Regions from separate parts of the Ovis aries genome. Here region 2 is linked to region 1. A link is a contact called in public Hi-C data. All regions are on one chromosome and are shown on one strand. The core of a region is the stretch at or near the end of the contact, and the rest is flanking DNA. Distances in the headings are between cores, read along the strand shown. Region 1 overlaps FMNL2 (formin like 2). Region 2 holds the start of FMNL2 (formin like 2).

Evidence for each region. Hi-C and Micro-C count contacts between places; a contact is called where the count stands out from the background.
Region 2: a Hi-C map of hypothalamus shows a contact between it and region 1, with 3 times the contacts expected there. The contact joins the promoter of FMNL2 here to the enhancer-like site in region 1. A contact is called at or near these places in 2 of 16 Hi-C or Micro-C datasets (hypothalamus and skin fibroblasts).

What each region holds. Positions count from the first base shown.
Region 1 is chr2:157,165,250-157,168,005 of ARS-UI_Ramb_v3.0, reverse strand. The region is part of intron 1 of FMNL2 (formin like 2); the gene reads left to right. Among named protein-coding and RNA genes, the nearest start is that of FMNL2, 130 kb to the left of the region's middle. Within about 2 kb of position 1,410, at least 11 of the 54 cell types and tissues checked have an H3K27ac peak or open chromatin away from gene starts, as enhancers often do. A contact at or near this core is called in hypothalamus, where this site is marked.
Region 2 is chr2:157,295,386-157,298,361 of ARS-UI_Ramb_v3.0, reverse strand. FMNL2 (formin like 2) reads left to right here and starts at 1,394. Exons shown (of 26, transcript XM_060409919.1): 1 at 1,394-1,979. The coding sequence starts at 1,863.

The DNA.
Region 1 (2,756 bases), core at 161-2,660:
TTGCGACCCCATGGACTGTACAGTCCATGGAATTCTCTAGGCCAGAATGCTGAAGTGGGTAGCCTTTCCCTTCTCCAGGGGATCTTCCTAACCCAGAGACTGAACCCAGGTCTCCTGCATAGCAGGTGGATTCTTTACCAGCTGAGCCGCAAGGGAGAGGGAGATAATTTCCAAGAAGAGTTTGGAATTCTCTTTTCTCCCTTAACCCTTTATAGCCTCTTTGTCGCCAGTTACCACTTCAGCTCTTAAGCAATGCTAGATACAGTCTGGACCACTTTGGATTGAGTCATTAAGCCAGGAATCTGGCCAGTAACTGGATTTGAAGTGTGGACCTGAAGTCGCCTGATGAAATGAAAATGGCATCAGGCTCTTCTGTTAACACTTGGCCTCCTTTGGCCTTCTCCCTCCTAAGACCTCTCAAGTTTTCCTGAGTGTTGAGGGGTTGTTGGGAAAGGAGATGGTGGGGTAGACAGCCCAATGACTGTGGTATTCTGGAACTCTAAGCAAGATAAATTCTTACAGAGTTTCTCCTTTGTACTTGACAGAAGAGATCTTCTGTTCTCAGCTTGACCCAAAGAAGCATAGCAACATCTGCTTTTCACTCCAGGTGCCGTAAGCTGGAGGCCAGGAGGACTGGTCACATCTTTTTGTAGAGTTGGGTTGGCGCCGGTGACTCTGTGGCTTCTCTTCTTGAGTATCAGGTTGCTCGGATTTTGTGTCTGAAGTTTCTGGTGCTGCTGAAGATCATTTCTTCTTCCTTTGTCCCGCCGCCTGCAGCCTGGGAAGCCTCACATAGAGCCAGTGGGGGCTGCTCCTGCCCTGAGAGAAGTCATAGTGTTCTCACCCTGTGTTTACTTCTTCGCCAGACTGATATCACCTTAGCTTAACCCCCGAGGAAGCCTGGTGTCTGGGCAAAAATCTCACTTCTCGTTTTTTCCTGGTAACTTGGCTCTCCCCCCTCCCCACAAGCAGAGCTAGGGTCATGGACTGTGCCCATCCACCCCACCATCCTACTGTTTTTTTCCTGGAAGTGCCAAAACATTTCTCTCTGTGCTGAACCTGCTCATCAGTAATTCTTGATGGATTGTCATTCCTTTTGGCAAACTGAAATTACAAAAACACAAAAGTCTGAAAATAGATGTAACCAGACTCCTCAGACTTAATAAAGACCACATGTGCTCACACTTGGGCTTGAGTTTGCTCTGTTTGGTAAGCGGTACTTCTCCCACTCTCTGGCCCTTCCCTGCCTCCTCCTTTTCTGCACATGGAGACTGACAGAGCTTCTCCCATGATTCATCCTGTGTAGTTAGGCTGCATCTTTTTTGATCCTGGGCACCCTGTTCTGATTGTATACGCTGTTTAAAGAACTGTCTGTGCAGATGTTATTTTGTTTGCCAAAGTTGTTAACAGTGTAGGGTCTGTTCTGGTTGGCATTTCTTAGTGAGAGAGCTGTGGTCTTTCTCCAGGGTGTGCATGTGCACACAGTGGCTTTTTGCCATGCAGCATTTTACTTCTTGGTGAAAGGTGGTGCAGGCCGGTAGCATGCTTTTATTGGGCTCTCAATGTGTGCCTGGCACTGTGCTCAGCTATGTGTTTTAGCTCATTTAATCCTCAAAATCACCTTATTTCATGGGTACTTTCATCACCATCATCCCATTTTCCCAGTAAGGAACTCAAAGCACAGAGAGGTTGGGCTGCATGCCCAAGGTGCCGTGTCTGGTGATCTGGATTCTAAACCCAGGCAGTTAGTCTGCAGAACCCCTGCTCCCAGATCTACACTGCTGCTCTGAAATTGCTAACCCAAGTGATCATGCAAGGATTGATTTAGCTTCTGAGAAGCCATAGAAGAGTCATGGCTCTGGTTTAACAGTGATGTCTTTATTGGAGAGACTGTGCAGAACTCTGACTTCGTTACTTCCCTTGACACCTTACGTTAACAAGTAAACTTTCCCTGATATATTCCTGCCTAGTTTCCTCAAGAGAGGGTTTGTTTGGTTCTAGAACAATGCTATCCGATTCAGGAACCACCAGCCTCACATAGCTATGGAGCACCGAAATGTGGCTGGTTTAACTAAAGAGCAGACATTTTCATTTCATTTCACTTTTAATGAAATTTTGAAACAGATAAACTATGTTTGAAACAACTTGGGTATGTAAAGCTGCCCTATTTCAACTGGATCTTTCGTGACATTTAAACATAAGTATATCTGATGAAAGTTTAGCATCTGGGTTGGAATATGTTCTAAGTATAAAATATACTCAGGATTTGAAAGCAAAGTTTGCATTCTTTTTCATATTTTATCGTTAATAGCTTTTATATTGGTTACATGTTTAAATAATATGTCTTACTTAAACCAACATATCTAAAATGTTATTAAAATTGATTTCACTTCCTTTTTACTTTTTGATGTGGATACTGGTGAATTCAGTTCTATATGTGGCTCACCTTATAATTCTGCTTGGCAGTGCTCTTTTGAATCATAGATGTGAATGTTCCTCTATAGAATAATACTTCTGCTAAAGTGAGTGCTTGAAAGATGGTGAATGGGTAATTTGCTGGTGGCAGCTGCCTGTAACAATTGATTCAGTGGGGAGAGCTAATGTAACATGATGACTTTGTTGAAGTTGGTGTCTTATTTAGGGTACAAATGCAAAAACAATGATATATAATAAGCTGGGCATCACATTCACAATGCTTTATAGCCTTTGAATAAATTACCACTTGGAATATCGTGTGATCAGATGAAGGTGGTGAA
Region 2 (2,976 bases), core at 145-2,644, 130 kb before region 1:
GGATTTTAAGTTGAACTTATTTATACTTGCTCCCTTCTTAAAGAAAAAACAACAAAACCAAACTATAAGTGATTTACCGAAGAGACCATACACACACATGATGTATTTGTGTATATCTGCTCCATAGGCTTTTGGTAAAAATTCAGTAGTTATTGAACATCCACTGTGTTCAAGTCATCTTGAAGTTTATAAACCTGAATGAAACATGATTCTTGATGCCTGAGTTTTGGTGTGTTACCTCATTTAGAAGCAGTTGATTTTTAACAAGAGGGTAACAACTCCAGTTTTATATCAGAAGCACCTGGAGGGCTTGTTAAAAATATACCTGTCCCGGCCCTAGCTCTTAGCTTAGGGAAATTCTGATAATAGTCAGGGCCCATCCTGCAGTGCAGTTTTAACAACCTCCCTATGTGAATCTGATACAGGAACCAGGATTAAGAAACACTATTTTAAGCTAAGAAAGGACTAATCACAGGACTGCAGCCACAAGTCAACCAGGTGGGTACCCTTGAAATCTACAAAGGGTAATGTGGCTACACGTTTTCTAAGGCTGTCTCTAATTCCACTGTCTCTGAATGGACAGAATAGTTGTAAGAGCACTCAGGAAGGGCAGGGTTGGGCCCAGTCTTCTCTGTAAAACACCTGGAACAAGAGTGCTATAGAGGAATAAAACAGCTACAGCCAAAGACCATCTCCAGAGCCTTTTCAAATGCTCTGTTCTTATTTCTCATGCAAAGCATAGTTGTGTAAATTTTCTCCTTCATTTGACTGGAAAGTCTTTCTCTAGTTAAGGAACACAGTAACCCATTTGTAATAGCTTTTTGACAGATATTTGTTTTGAATCCTCCTCATCCAAATCCTGGGGTCTGACCAGGACGTATAAAGGTATATATCCATCTGAAAGTTTGTAAATATCCATAAAAGTACATTTGTTTATAAAACATTTCAACTGCACAAAAGAATATGTGAATGTGTAACATACACAGGGAAGAAAGAACAATATAACAAACACCCATGGACCCACATCCCAGTTTATGACGGAGAAAGTTGCCAATACCCATGAGGTCTCCTGTTGAACAGCTCCTGAAATTTAAATCAAAATGCGTGCATTCAATCATTGACTGGTTAATTCATTCACTTGCCAAATGTGCCCGATTGCCTACTAATCAATGTAGGCGATTAGTATCTCTTCCGTTGGAGTGGCGTGGGGGTGGGGGTCAAAAGTGACACTTCCCGAAGGTGCTCAGATTGCCTTTCCTGCAAGCGGCCCTAACTCAGCCGGGCCCTCCAGAGAGGGCGTGGTTTCTGCGTGCAGACACTTTGGGCAGAAACTACTGGTCCCGGCAGTCCGCGGGGCGAGTGGGCGGAGCCGGGCCGGGGGCGGGGGCCGGGCGAGAGGGGCATTGTGTCGGGAGCGCGGAGCTGCATTTGTCTGCTCTAGGTGCTGGTCGAGCCACCGTTGTGATCGCCGGCGTAGAGCTGGAAGTGTCAGCGGCGATCACTGTCCCGGCGGGAGACCAAGTCCGAGCAACCACGCTCCCGTTGGCCGCTATCGCTGGCAGGGGGCGGCGTGCCAGCGGAGCAACATGCAGATAGGCGCCCAGCGCCCTGACGACCCCTCCCGAGGAAAGGAGGCCGGGGCGGCGCTGGGGCGGCGGGGAGCATGAGGCAGGCCGGGGGCGGCTCGGCTCCGAGCGCTGCTAGGGAGCGGCGCGCGCTGCACACTCGCCGGGGGCGCAGCGGAGGGCGGGGAGCCGGGCTGGTTGCGCCAGCGGGCGGGAGCCGGCCGCCGGGAGCTGTTCTGATTTCCGACGCGGACGCAGGGGGCCCGGAGTAGCCCCCTGCCCCGGCGTGCAGCCAACATGGGCAACGCCGGGAGCATGGATTCACAGCAGACCGATTTCAGGGCGCACAACGTGCCTTTGAAGCTGCCGATGCCCGAGCCAGGTGAACTGGAGGAGCGATTTGCCATCGTGCTGGTGAGTGCGCGGCGGCGGCCGGGAGCCGGGCCCCGGGGCCCCAGACCAGGCGGTGCAGCTGACCCCCGCCCTCTCCCCTTCTCCGCGCGCCGGGAGCGAATCCCCGGTCCCAAGGGGGAGGCGCCTGCTTCGCTTATTGTGGCCTCCCTTGGCCTCCTCTCGGTCCTCCTCCGATCTCCCCGCGCCAAGCCTTCTTGGGGTCCCGGAATGGGGCACGGGTCTGGGGGTTGGCTGACTGGCCGGCCCCGAACCCATTGTCTGGCGGGAGAGGCACCTCGCAGCGCGTGTGTCGGGGAGGTGCGGCGTGGGCGTGAAGGGAAGGTGGCGCGGGCTTGGAGGAGGGGGCGGCTGGCCGCTAAGGCTTTTTGTTTAAGAAAAAAACTCCCCTCAAAGCCCGAGTCCTCGAGAACCATCCAGCGGGCGCCCAGCCGGGGCCCTGCGGGGTACGGGGCTGATGGGCGCATGTGGCGGGTTGAGGGCGGCGCGGTGCGCGAAGGCGAACTTGGAGGCGGACGTCTGGCTTGGCAGAGGGGAGCTCCCCCAAAAGGGAAAGAGAAGGAAACCCGCGGCAGTGCGGCGTCCCCGTCCCTAAGCGAGGAGGGGGACATCTGAAACCGGCGCGAGAGAAGCTTCGCCTCGGCGCGTTCCTTTTCGTCTTAAAACAAACCACAAAAATGTGCAGTTTTGCGGGGACGTGTTGCAAGCTGTCCTGACTCTAGGGATCCCTCCCCTCCCCTTACCAAATCTCCGACTCCCTCTCTCGGAATCCCCTTCTCCTAGCTTTCCAGCTTTGTAAATCTGAGACACTTGAAGACTCTCTTCTGCCTTTCCTTGCTGGGTGTAAGTTTCTGGGCCCCTCCCAGCCTGAGCCTGTCAGTGCTGTGAGCTCAGGAGGGTGTGGCGGTCTCCCCCTCGCCCCAGCCGGCGTCTGGACCGCAGTTAGTCCCCAGACTTCGACTTTTAGTGTCTCAGCCTCTCTTAAGGGCTGTTGGGAGGG